Linked DNA regions of Mus musculus: regions 2, 3 and 4 are each linked to region 1. Evidence: chromatin contacts called from public HiChIP or PLAC-seq and promoter capture Hi-C data. All regions are on one chromosome and are shown on one strand. Each heading gives the region's core, a stretch centred on a gene start, on an enhancer-like site or on the middle of the called end of the contact. The rest is flanking DNA. Distances are from core to core; before and after follow the strand shown. Region 1 holds the start of Olfr433 (olfactory receptor 433). Region 2 holds the start of Ifi213 (interferon activated gene 213). Region 3 holds the start of Ifi209 (interferon activated gene 209). Region 4 holds the start of Ifi208 (interferon activated gene 208).

What was found. Promoter capture Hi-C pulls out the DNA fragments that hold promoters and counts their contacts. HiChIP or PLAC-seq counts read pairs in DNA pulled down with a chosen protein or histone mark.
Region 2: a contact with region 1 is called in a promoter capture Hi-C map of pre-B cells, with 4 times the contacts expected there. The contact joins the promoter of Ifi213 here to the promoter of Olfr433 in region 1. A contact is called at or near these places in 3 of 39 promoter capture datasets (hippocampal neurons, neutrophils and pre-B cells) and 2 of 9 other capture datasets (adipose tissue and liver).
Region 3: an H3K27ac HiChIP or PLAC-seq map of heart atrium shows a contact between it and region 1, with 7 times the contacts expected there. The contact joins the promoter of Ifi209 here to the promoter of Olfr433 in region 1. A contact is called at or near these places in 5 of 39 promoter capture datasets (the 3T3-L1 cell line, the C10 cell line, hippocampal neurons and 1 more), 1 of 115 datasets of contacts at active chromatin or transcription factors (heart atrium) and 4 of 9 other capture datasets (adipose tissue, liver, macrophages and 1 more).
Region 4: a contact with region 1 is called in a promoter capture Hi-C map of neutrophils, with 4 times the contacts expected there. The contact joins the promoter of Ifi208 here to the promoter of Olfr433 in region 1. A contact is called at or near these places in 4 of 39 promoter capture datasets (the C10 cell line, neutrophils and pre-B cells), 1 of 115 datasets of contacts at active chromatin or transcription factors (CD8 T cells) and 3 of 9 other capture datasets (adipose tissue, embryonic stem cells and liver).

Annotation. Positions count from the first base shown.
Region 1 is chr1:174,040,134-174,043,457 of GRCm38.p6, reverse strand. Olfr433 (olfactory receptor 433) reads right to left here and starts at 1,525. Exons shown (of 1, transcript NM_146717.2): 1 at 522-1,525. The coding sequence starts at 1,506. The coding sequence ends at 562.
Region 2 is chr1:173,597,800-173,601,123 of GRCm38.p6, reverse strand. Ifi213 (interferon activated gene 213) reads left to right here and starts at 1,852. Exons shown (of 6, transcript NM_001368798.1): 1 at 1,852-2,104.
Region 3 is chr1:173,629,118-173,632,441 of GRCm38.p6, reverse strand. It overlaps Ifi209 (interferon activated gene 209), which reads right to left and starts at 1,583. Exons shown (of 7, transcript NM_175026.3): 1 at 1,287-1,583.
Region 4 is chr1:173,672,045-173,675,368 of GRCm38.p6, reverse strand. Ifi208 (interferon activated gene 208) reads right to left here and starts at 1,704. Exons shown (of 7, transcript NM_001162938.2): 1 at 1,403-1,704.

The sequences.
Region 1 (3,324 bases), core at 276-2,775:
TCATTTCAAGGCTGCAATGACTGTTTACCTTATCGCCCACACTTTTATGATGTATAAATTGTGAGCCATCAGATACCCACACGGGGGTGGTCTGATGATTAAAAAACAGAACCAAAACTTTGGCAGACCAGGTACAAGGCAGATAGACAGATAGATTAGACAGATAGATAGATAGGTTAGATAGATAGATAGATAGATAGATAGATAGATAGATAGATAGATAGATAGATAGATAGATTAGATAGATAGATAGATAGATAGATAGACAGACAGATAGATAATTATCAAAGTCACAAATACAATTCAAATATTTCTATATGCCAGTTTTTAATCTTCCATGGATTTCTTCATTGTCATGTTGAAAATGATTCAGAAAAAAATGCCTTTTGCTCATTCTGCTCTACCTCTGATTGATCTGTCTAAAAGACTGAACATATGCAGCATAGTAAGTGCTAAACTCAGTGGTACACTTATTGGCATTTATTTTGATTCTGCAAAATGATTCACAAGCCATTTGAGTGTTGCATTTACCCTGAATGTGGGTAATGTCAAAAGAGATAATTAGGTGTCTCTCAACAAAGTTCTGATCTTTTCACTGACCCTCTTCACGGCTTCCTTCACCTCTTTGTTGCGAAGGGAATAGATGATAGGGTTGAGGAATGGAGTTAGGAGGGCATACACTAAGGCAATAAGTTTGTCAGTGCCCTCAGGTCTGCTCTGAGGTGAACCCACATACACAGTAAAAGCAGAAGCATAGAACAGTGCAACCACTGTCATATGGGAGGAGCATGTGGAGAAGGCTTTGGCTCGACTGGCAGCTGAAGGCAGCTTCAGGACAGCTGTCAGAATACCCCCATAGAGTCCCAAGATGAGGACAAAATTGCATCCAGTGGCCACACCAATCACTGCCCCGTGAACCCGAGCATGCCACCTTGTGCTCACACATGCCAACCGCATTAGTGGTGCCAGGTCACAAAAGTAATGGGCTATTTCTTTCAAGCAATACGGTAAACTGGCAGTGAGACATGCAGGCACCAGGGCAGCTGAAAAGCCAGCTACCCAAGTGGCACCTGCAAGCCATAGCTGTACCTGCCTGCTCATGAGTGCATGGTAGTGCAGTGGACGACAGATAGCAAGGTAGCGGTCCAGAGCCATGACACCTAACAGGTAGCACTCGGTCATGCCCAAGGAGTGAAAGACATACAGCTGGACGAAGCATGCAGACGAGGGGATGGGTGAATGCCCATGGAGCAGGGTGTGCAGCAAGGTGGGCACTGTGGTGCTGACATACCAGAGTTCCAGGAAGGAGAGGACACTGATAAAGAAGTACATGGGAGTGGACAGCCCTGAATCTGCCTGAACCAAGACAATGATGAACAAGTTCCCTGCCAGTGTGAGGAGATAGATGCACAGGGTCCCCAGGAAGGCAAGAGGTCGGAGGGCACCAGAGGTAGTGAAACCAGCAAGGATGAAGGTCCGTGTCCAGGTGTAGTTGACATGATCCATGGTTCCAAGGAGGAGGTGGAGTTAAGGTCCAAGATTAACTACGTCAGGATCTTCCATCTCTTTGTGAAATACTCCTAGAGTCAAGAGCAGCAACTCTGAGTACATGGCTGAGGTTGGACATAATCTAATTAAATCCCTATGTTGTGATACTGGAGCTGCAGCCCCCTCCCATCCCCATCAATGTGAAATGATTGGTTTCAACATCAGTAGGTGGCTGGGCTAGAACTAGAAATGAAGACACCTGGTTTATTCTTCTGAGTGTTCTACTCCTGATCTCTTGAGTGTCCACCAACACAGTTCTCCCCTATCCCACTCTCAATAAAAGGAAATGGAACCTTTCTACTGTAATCTCTCCTATGACCTATATGTTTCTTGGGGACTCTGTGCATCTATTTTAGAATAATAAAATAACTAGAAGTGTTGGTCTGTTCTAAAGGAAGGCTTGATGTCTACAGAAAGTTATAGTGACTTTTTTCAGGAAGTCTTATACTTCATTGACTATTCTGGTAGGGAAAGATTAAGTGATCTATGCCTGACAATGATGCAGACACTCTAAGATTAATCCCTAAAATATAATGCCCATGAAATGTAATGGTTATTCACTTCCAGGCCCATCATATACAATGATTATTCAATTCTAGACCCATCATATACAATGATTATTCACTACCAGGCCCATGATATGCCCTGATTATTCCCTATCAGTCCTATGATCTCCTATGAGTATTTACTATCAGTCCCACAATCTTCTATGAGTGTTCACTCTCAGGCTCACGATATCTACTGATTGTTCACCCAACATTCATACCGTACCTTCTAAAAGTTGAGCTTCATGAGAGACAGATGACATGAATTTTCAAAGAAGAAAAGTGTGAGTCAGAATCCCCAGGCAGAAAAGAAACTTTGCAGTAGCTGTGAATTGGCTGCATGCCCTTGCTCTGACACACCCCAGCTGTACACTCTGAACTAGGGGATTTTTTTTTTTTACTTAACCAACTTCCTGTTTCCTAAAATGAAGAAGAAGAACAAGATTTGGCAGTTGGTTTCTGAAACTGTTATGAGTTCTGATCTCCCTAGGATATTGGGAAATGATTGTGAGTTTTGTGGTTGGGTTTTCCTTCCATAACCTGAGGCTACTCACTAGGAAAGATCAAAATCAAAACTCTTGCCTTATTCTCTTCTGGTAATCTCCTACACTCTACCACCGTCATCTATCACCTGACCATTTGGTGGCATTAGCATCCGTGTCATCCCCCTAATGGCAATTCCGATCTCTATCTACTTATATGAAACGGTCCTGGAAAGGCTGCTTTCCCAGAGGCCCCTCGTTGGGTGTTCCCTGGAGCTGTGAGTATGATGAGCTCTCAGAATCCCTCTGGAGCAAGAAGTTGGGTAGAGAGAAGTGAAACAGCATTTCTATTCCTAAGATGACTTCTTTGCTTCTTGCTACCAGGGATGATGCTTTTGTCGTGAAATCTATCCTTCTTAAGAGACAACTAATTAATAGTAAGGCTGTGGGAATTGATTTCAAAGGAAGAGATGAATAATTGTTTAAAATAATTTTACAGAGAATCTCCCCCTTTGGTTCCTTTATCTCTATAATAATAATAATAATAATAATAATTATTATTATTATATTATTATTATTATTATTATTATTATTACTATTAACATTACATCCGAATCACTGTCCCCACTTCTGGTCCCCCCTCGGACAGTGCTTACTCCTATCTCCTGCTGTAGCCTCTCAACCCTGGCACATCAAATCTTGCAGGACAAGGCACAACCTCTCCAACTGAGGCCAGACAAGGCAGCCCA
Region 2 (3,324 bases), core at 603-3,102, 440 kb after region 1:
CTTCAGGTAGATCTATTTCCATATTTTTGAGGAACCTCCAGATTGATTTCTAGAGTGGTTGTACCAGTTTGCAATCTCACCAGCAATGAAGGACTGTTCCTCTTTCTGCACATCCTCTCCAATATGTGTTGTCACCTGTGATTCTGATCGTAGCCATTCTGATTGGTGTAAGGTGGAATCTCAGGGCCATTTTGATTTGCATTTCTCTGACCACTAAGGACTTTAGACATTTCTTTAGATGCTTCTCAGTCATTTGAGATTCCTCAGAATTGAAATCTTGGATTAGTTCTATACTCCATTTTGTGATTAGGTTATTTGGTTTTCTGGTGATTAGCTTCTTGAGTTCTTTATGTATTTTTGGATATTAGCCCTCTATTTGATGTGGGGTTAGTGAAGATTATTTCCAAATCTTTAGGTTGCTGATCTGTCTTATCAACTATGTTCTTTGCTTTACAACCTTGCCAGTTTCATGAGGTCCCATTTATTGATTCTTGATCTTAGAGCATGAACCATTGGCGTTCTGTTTAGGAAATTTCCCCCTGTGCCAATGAGTCCAAGGCTCTTTCCCATTATCTCTTCTATTAGATTCAGTGTATCTGATTTTATGTTGAGGTCCTTGATCTAATTAGACTTGAGCTTTGTGCAAGGTGATAAATATGGGTCAATTTTCATTCTTCTACATAGAGACAGCCAGTTAGACTAAAACCCGTTTTTGAAATGCTTTCTTTTTTTTTTCATTATATAGTTTTGGCTTATCAAGATCAAGTGATGGGAAGTGTGTGGTTTTATTTCTGGGTCTTCATTTCTATTCCATTGATCAACATGTCTGTCTCAGTACTAATACCATGCAGGTTGAATCACTATTGCTCTGTAAGAAATCTTGAGGTCAGGGATGGTGATTCCCCCAACTGTTCTACTATCAAAGGCATATACATCCAGAAGTTGCCCAAGACTAGCAGTTGGAAAGCAATTTAACTCCCATCATTTTCATCCAGGTGACTGGTTACCTAGCTATGGCATCATCCTCTTTTGCAGACCAGCTGGCAGGCTCCAATATCATTATCTGCTGCTTGATGCCATTTGTTCCATGTTTCAGGATTACAGCAATCCTTAATCCTTGAACTCTCCATTTCAGAAAAAATGTAGCAGGACAAGCATTATTTCAGCCCATAATCTCAATCAAAGCTCGAGGTTTCCCACTGACTCCCAGGACCCAGGTTTCCCTGTGCTTACCAGTGAATAATGTAGAGACACTGAGGAAACATTTACTTCACCATTGAAGGAGGACAGCTTAGTTCTATAATCAAGAGGGAGGTAGATAAAGCCAAATGCCTTTCTATCTATTTGAGGTTGCAGCTTGGAGTTGTGTGTTTGTAATGTTATGCTCTGGCAAGTCTAGGTCTTGGGAGCTACTAATGGATGCATAGATGCTACAGGGATGACTTAAACCAGGAGCTGTTTCACTTAGATTTTCCTTGAAACTCATTTACATGCAGCAGGCAACTAACACAGCAAAGATCTCCTGATACTGACTCTGTCCTGAGCAGAAAAGAAAGAAGAGGCTTGGTGACTTGGCTTTTTTGGTCTAAGTTTTCACCTTCATTCAAAGGAATGAAGGTTCCTAGGGATCCTTTTGCAAGCCTGTAGGACATGAGGATTATAAATCTAAATCTTGTACCTATGAAGATTTGCAAGAAACATCCTGAGTGTAACTAGCTCTCTTTGACTTTTTTGGTTATTGTTTACAAGAAGGAAACTCTTGAGTTTCCGTCTCTGAGGAAATCGAAAGCTATGAACCTTGTCCACTCCCCACAAAGTAGCACAGGATGAGAAACCAGTTCCCCTCAGTCTGAGCAGCTGAGCAGTGACTCTACCCAGTGTCAGCTTTCCATCTCTCTCTCTGAAAACACTTTATTTTCTCAGAATTTCAGGAGATTACAAAATCCTCTGTATCACCTTCTGAGAGATTTACTGTTTACTTTTTTATCTTCACACACACACACACATACACACACACACACACACACTCACTTGCTCACTTGCTCATTCACTCACTGCTTCCTGCCCTGCAAAACTGGATACCACTGAAGAATTTTCTGAAGAGGTGAGTCCTCCCCCTGCTTTCTCTGTGAATGCACACGACTACAGGTGAAATCCCTGTTGATCTTTTGGTGGAGAGAGAAGGAAGCCAAGCTGGTGGCTGCTACACTGAGCAGTGAATCTGCAGTATCTGGATTCAGGTCCTTGGCTCATAAATATGCTAGGCATCCTTATTCTTCCACCAGTAAGACTGATCCGAAAAGGGGCATATTTCAGATTATAAAATACACGTTTTTTTAGGTAAGTCAGGATAAGTGAATAAGAAGAGGGCTTTTGTTTTCTTGGCTGGAGAGTGCTTAGAACCTGGTGGTTGTAGTGAATGGCTGGGCAAAAGACGTGTTTGTGACAGGAAAAATTGTCATGAGGTAATAATACCCAGTGAAAAATGCATCTAGCTCTCAGGCTGCATTATCTAGTATTGCAACCATACATAGTCTGGGCACCAATGGGCATATGTGGTCAAAGGTGTCCCAGATTCACAGTGATTGCAAACCTGGGGTTTTATTGACTCAAGAAGCACATTAAATGGTCTTCATTCACTTCTACTTCAAGTGGATATGGTGGAATTGTAGACATTGTTAATCTGTATCATCCTGAAAGTTAATTGCTTTGGTTTATTTGTCTTTTTAGTTTTCTTTGATTTTGTATTCTGGTGGTAAGATTTAGAAAAGAGTTGGAGGGTTCATCAGAACTAGATATATACTTCACACTTTTAGACTCTTCTGCAGTCCCTCTGTGCACTATGGTTGATCTATCACTTACTAGGTGTATTAATTATGCTGCCCAGACTTTCTAAGATTTTACAAAAGTTACAACCCTGTTCATTTAGAAATTAAGATAAATAAATCATGCATAAAAATTTGGTTTTTAAGTTATTATTAGACTTTCTATTATTAAAACACTTATCTATTTCTAGGAGGTAAACTATTTTCATTATTTTGATTTTCTGAGAAGAATTTTTATTTGTGGTTCTAATTAAGACAATGCTAATATAGAAAAATTTGCCCTTATTAGTTACTATAAAAAGGATTTATTTTATAATTTCCATGAATTCATGTCTTAATGGTAACCTTTAGATGTATGTGTTAAAAAAAACTTGACAAAAGATGTTAATTAACCAATTATGTTAAGTCCTCTAGGGTAGGTTGAGGACACATTTTTCTGGATTTTATTATGACTACTTCTTTTATGGGACATCTGCATTTCTTTTCTTGCCTTTTCTTA
Region 3 (3,324 bases), core at 334-2,833, 410 kb after region 1:
TGCAGATGCTCACAGCCAACCACCAGACTGAACAATGGGACCCCAATGGAGGAGTTAGGGAAGGACTGAAGGAGCTAAAGGGGTTTGCCATCCCATGGGAAGAACAACAATATCAACCAAACAGAACCCCCAGAGCTCTCAGGGACTAAACCACCAACCAAAGAGTATACATGAAGGGAACCATGGCTCCAGCTGCAAATGTAGCAGAGGATGGCCTTATTTGGTATCAGTGGGAGGGGTGGTTCTTGGTCCTGTGAAGGCCCAATGCCCCAGTGTTGGGGAATGGCAGGGCAGGCAGGCAGGAGTGGTTGGGTGTGTGAGGGAGTACCCTCATAGAGGCAGAGGAAGAGGGGATGAGATAGTAGGTTTGAAGAGGGGAAACTGGGAAGGTGGATAACATTTGAAATATAATAAAATAAAATAAAAATAAAAATAAATAAAAAAGAAGTACATCCCTTGATTGTTAAAAATAAGTAAAATCTTTTGCAGTGATTTAGAAAGTTTAGCTACAATAATTAATAAACTTAGTGAGCCTGGTCTAATGTTCACAGAACTTTGAAATCAATTAAGAGCTTCTATCCAAGTCCTCTGCTGTGGTACATATATTCTTTAAACTGTTCTATAAATGTGCAAGATACATGTGTTCTAATTGACCTTCCATCACTCTATTACACTTCACCATTAGAGAACCAAAAGGAAAATAAAATAACTTTCCTGATGGTAGAAATTAACAATGGAAATACCATCTTTAGAGAGGTGTGAAGAAAGAACAACACAGAATGGGCTTGGGAAATGGTTAAACCATTTTGTGTTTATATATTATGAACCTGAGAAACTTCCTACTACACATAGTGATAGGATATTAGAAAATTCATTTCATGTCCAGAGGCACTTTTCATTCACAATAATTTTTCATGCCACTATCTTGGCTTTTTCCCACTCACCCACATATCCCAGATAACCATGAACTCCCTATCCGAGCTAATTATAGCCTTCACATTATCCACTTATTCAGATTTATGCTTAAAAAGTTCATTAAACTATCTAAAATATGCAAAATGTTTTATTCTTAGCTCATTCCTCTGTGGTGGAGGACTAAAGATGTCTGCTATCTTTTTGAGTGACTGACCCTAATCCGGCTGCTGTGGGCTCACTGCTGAGTGCAGCAGGCACCAGATCAGCACTGCCTCCTCCACAAGAACCAGCAAAGGTCTTTTCACTGTCCTTGTTGTTTTTACAGATGTAGCCAATATCTACCATATCTACAGAAAACAGGTAGAACTCACCTTGCTGGATGTTTCTCTAGGGATGTAAAGCTGAGATCTTCTACAGGGCAGGACTAGAGGCTTCTCCACTCCTCTTCCTCCTCTTCTCTTTTGTCCTTCTTCTTCTTAAAGTTTGTTGGGGACAGGGAGGAGTTGGTGTGTGTGTGTGTGTGTGTGTGTGTGTGTGTGTGTGTGTGTGTGTGTATGTGTATGTGTGTAAGAAGATAAACCAATAAATCTCTTGGGAACTGGAAAATGTAATCTACAGAAATTCTCAGGTTAGACTCACTCCATGGACTGAGGCTTGCTGAATGTCTCAGCTGGGTGTTGTTTTGTTGGCAGAAGAGCTAAGAAACAGGAAGTTCCCCTCCCGGCAGAGTGCATCTCTTTCGATTTACTCAGAGATTGAAACTCAACAGTTTTCTTCCTGTATACCTTTTAGTCACCATAAGAAAGTCAGAGACAGTTACACTCCATTGATATGTTTTGCTTTTCTTACAAATCTTACAGGTACAAGAACCAAATATAAAAGCACTGCATCCAACAAACTCACAAGTGAGTCACCAGGAATGTGCTCTCTTTTGAATAAAGATGAACTCCCAAAAGGCAAAGCTAAGTCACCAGGTCTCTTTCTTTCCTGCTCAGGATGCAAATGGCAGCAGGAGAAATTGGCAATTGCTAGCTGCTCTTGAATGAATTTCAAAAAGAAAAAAAAAAAGAAAGAAAGAAAAAAAGCAAAGAAAAGAAAAGGAAAGAAAAAATCTGAGATGAAATTGCTTTTGGTTTAAACACTTCACTCCTTTGTTAGTTCCCTGGACTTTCCAGAGTACCATGCTGTTAGAAACATATGACTCCAATCTCACGTAAGCAGAAAGGATTTTGGCTTTAGCTTTCCTCTTTTCTGTTACTACTACTACTACTACTACTACTACTACTACTACTATTATTATTATTAATTTATTTACTTTCAAAGACAGTTTTACTGTGTAGTCTTGGCTGGCCAGGAACTCTCTCTGTAGACCAGGATCAGTTTAGATTTAAATCTTTTACCCAGCTTTGGAAAGTAGTATTCTTTAACTGGTGATTGCCTTAATTAAGAACTTTTAAAAATGTGCCATCATTTCATGTTTCCATCATTGGGAATTGGATTACCTTGAAGTATTTCTGAAACAATATAGATGACTAGAAACTGTGGATTTGCTGACTAGATGCCATTTTCACTAGTTTCTTAGACTACATAAAATACTAATTATTCCCAAAAAGGAGAGAAGGGGAAGGAAAGCCAGAGAGAAGCTTTTCTTGGGAGAGCTAAGCCACTGGACTTGTGCTGTGTCTCCACCATTGATTCTGGTTGCAGCCCTTTATTCATGGTGAATGGAGGTTGGAAAATACCATCTTTATCTTTCTTTTGTTTGGCCAATGTAGTTTTTCCTTTTCCTTTCTTCATCTTTTGAACTGATTTAGTAAAGAAAGCCCAGGGGAAGTTGATCCTACTGTTTCCGCTCAGCTCCTGCTTATGTCTCAGTGGATTTGCCTATCCCTGCTGCAGAAGCCCAACATAGCCACAAGGTAGCCAAAGGTACCAATCTGGGACAAGCACTGTGGACAGTATTTGTATGGATCATTCCAAATTACAGCATCAGAGAAAGAAATTATGGTTTAATTTGTGATGTGGCAAAGTGGTGATATTACACTTTGACTTCTTATCCCTGTTGTTGTTGTCATTTGGTAGTCGATGCAGGGTCTGACTATGGAGCCCAGGCCAGTCTCAAAATGTAGCTCTTCCTGCTCTGGCCTCCTGAGTGTAGGGATCACATGTATGTACACTATGCCTAATTTCATCATGTTTTCTTTATTGCCAATTGACTTTATGAAAGGGACTTGCTCATTATCTCTGAGATACAGTTTTACTTATAATTAGATATTATCGCACAGGATGAATACTAATAATGGAATCAAATAATAATTAAACACGAGTATTAACTTATTTAATGTTTTAATGAACTTTTCTTTAAATTAATTTTTACTTTTCACTATTTTATATAAAATTACTTTTTTC
Region 4 (3,324 bases), core at 455-2,954, 370 kb after region 1:
TGTGCAGTTGAGAGCTCCTCAGAGTAAAGCCTAAGCAAGGTGAAAACTGGGTGAGTCTCTGCCTCAGGAGTGAAACTCTCCTCAGAGAGAGGAGAGACAGGAAGGACATTAACAGGACCACTGAAGGAAGAAACAACATAAGCTCAGTAATGTTGTCTTCACTTGTTAGCCACTTGAGTCATAAAGAGAAGACAAGAAAAGTAATGCAGATGTCCCATAAAAGAAGTAGTCATAATAAAATCCAGAAAAATGTGTCCTCAACCTACCCTAGAGGACCTAACACAATTTGTTAATTAACATCTTTTGTCAAATTTTCTTTAACACATGCATCTAAAGGTTACCATTAAGACATGCATTCATGGAAATTATAAAATAAATCTTTTTTATAGTAACTAATAGCCAATTTTTCTATATTAGCATTGTCTTAATTAGAACCAAAAATAAAAATTCTTCTCAGAAAACCAAAAGAATGAAAATAGTTTACCTCCTAAAAATAGAAAAGTGTTTTAATAATAGAAAGTCTAATAATAACTTAAGAATCAAATTTTTATGCATGTTTTATTTATCTTAATTTAAAAAAGAACAGGGTTGTAACTTTGTAAAATCTTAGAAAGTCTGGGCAGCATAATTAATACACCTAATAAGTGATAGATCAACCATAGTGCGCAGAGAGACTGCAGAAGAGTCTAAAAGTGTGAAGTATACATCTAGTTCTGATGAACCCTCCAACTCTTTTCTAAATCTTACCACCAGAAGACAAAATCAAAGAAAACTAAAAGACAAATAAACCAAAGCAATTAACTTCCAGGATGATAGAGACTAACAATGTCTACAATATCATCATATCCACTTAAAGTAGAAGTGAATGAATACCATGTAATGTGCTTCTTGAGTCAATAAAACCCCAGGTTTGCAATCACTGTGAATCTGGGACACCTTTGACCACATATGCCCATTGGTGCCCAGACTATGTATGGTTGCAATACTAGATAATGCAGCCTGAGAGCTAGATGCATTTTTCACTGGGTATTATTACCTCATGACAATTTTTCCTGTCACAAACACATCCTTTGCCCAGCCATTCACTACAACCACCAGGTTCCAAGCACTCTCCAGCCAAGAAAACTAAAGCTATCTATTTCTTATTATTCACTTACCCTGGCTTACCTCTAAAGAGTATATTTTATAATCTGAAATATGCCTGTTTTCCAGTCAGTCTTACTGGTGGAGGAATCAGGATGCCTAGCATCATTATGAGCCAAGGACCTGAATTCAGATACTGCAGATTCACTGCTCAGTGTAGCAGCCACCAGCTTGGCTTCCTTCTCTCTCAACCTAAAGATCAACAGGGATTTCACCTGTAGTCTTGTGCATTCATAGAGAAAGCACGGGGAGGACTCACCTCTTCAGAAAATTCTTCAGTGGTATCCAGCCTTTGCAGGGCAGGAAGCAGTGAGTGAGTGAGCAAGTGAGTGAGTGAGTGAGTGTGTGTCTGTGTCTGTGTCTGTGTATGTGTGTGTGTCTGTGTGTGTCTGTGTCTGTGTGTGAGTGTGTGTGTGAAGAGCAAATAGTAAATCTCTCAGAAGGTGATCCAGAGGATTTTGTAATCTCCTGAAATTCTGAGACAATGAAGTGTTTTCAGAGAGAGATGGAAAGCTGACACTGGGTAGAGTCACTGCACAGCTGCTCAGACTGAGGGGAACTGGTTTCTCATCCTGTGCTACTTTGTGGGGAGTGGACAAGGTTCATAGCTTTCGATTTCCTCAGAGACGGAAACTCAAGAGTTTCCTTCCTGTAAACAATTACCAAAAAAGTCAAAGAGAGCTAGTTACACTCAGGATGTTTCTTGCAAATCTTCATAGGTACAAGATTTAGATTTATAATCCTCATGTCCTACAGGCTTGCAAAAGGATCCCTAGGAACCTTCATTCCTTTGAATGAAGGTGAAAACTTAGACCAAAAAAGCCAAGTCACCCAGCCTCTTCTTTCTTTTCTGCTCAGGACAGAGTCAGTATCAGGAGATCTTTGCTGTGTCAGTTGCCAGCTGCATGTGAATGGGTTTCAAGGAAAATCTGAGATGAAACAGCTCCTGGTTTAAGTCATTCCTGTAGCATCTATGCATCCATTAGTAGCTCCCAAGACCTAGACTTGCCAGAGCATAATGTTACAAACACACAACTCCAAGCTGCAACCTCAAATAAATAGAAAGGCATTTGGCATTATCCACCTCCCTCCTGATTATAGAACTAAGCTGTCCTCCTTCAATGGTGAAGTTAATGTTTCCTCAGTGTTTCTACATTATTCACTGGTAAGCACAGGGAAACCTGGGGCCTGGGAGACAGTGGGAAACCTCGAGTTTTGATTGAGATTATGGGCTGATATAATGCTTGTCCTGCTGCATTTTTCTGGGATGGAGAATTCAAGGATTAACATTTGTTGTGATCCTGAAACATGGAACAAATGGCATCAAGCAGCAGATAATGGTATGCAAGCCTACCAACTGGTCTAAAAAAGAGGATAATGCCATAGCTAGGTAACCAGTCACCTGGATGAAAACAATGGGAGTTAAATTTCTTTCCAACTGCTAGTCTTGGGCAACTTCCAGATGTCTCTGCCTTTGATAGTAGAACAGTTGGGGGAATCACTATCCCTGTCGTCAAGCTTTCCTACAGAGCAATAGTGATTCAACCTGCATGTTATTGGTACAGAGACAGACATGTTGATCAATGGAATAAAAATGACAACCCAGAAATAAAACCACACGCTTCCCATCACTTGATCTTGACAAGCCAAAATTATACAATGGAAAAAAAGAAAGCATTTCAAAAACGCGTGTTAGTCTAACTGGCTGTGTGTATGTAGAATGAAAATTGACCCATATTTATCACCTTGCACAAAGCTCAAGTCTAATTAGATCAAGGACCTCAACATAAAATCAGATACACTGAATCTAATAGAAGAGATAATGGGAAAGAGCCTTGAACTCTTTGGCACAGGGGGATATTTCCTAAACAGAACTCCAATGATTCATGCTCTAAGATCAAGAATTGATAAATAGGACCTCATGAAACTGGCAGGGTTGTAAAGCAAAGGACACCTTTGATAAGACAGATCAGCAACCTAAAGATTTGGAAATAATCTTCACTAACCTCACATCAAATAGAGGGCTAATATCCAAAAATACATGACTCAAAAAGCTAATCACCAAAAAACCAAATAACCCAATCAAAAAATGGGGTATAGAACTAAACCAAGATTTCAATTCTGAGGAATCTCGATAACTGAGAAGCACCTAAAGAAATGTGTCTAAAGTCCTTAGTGGTC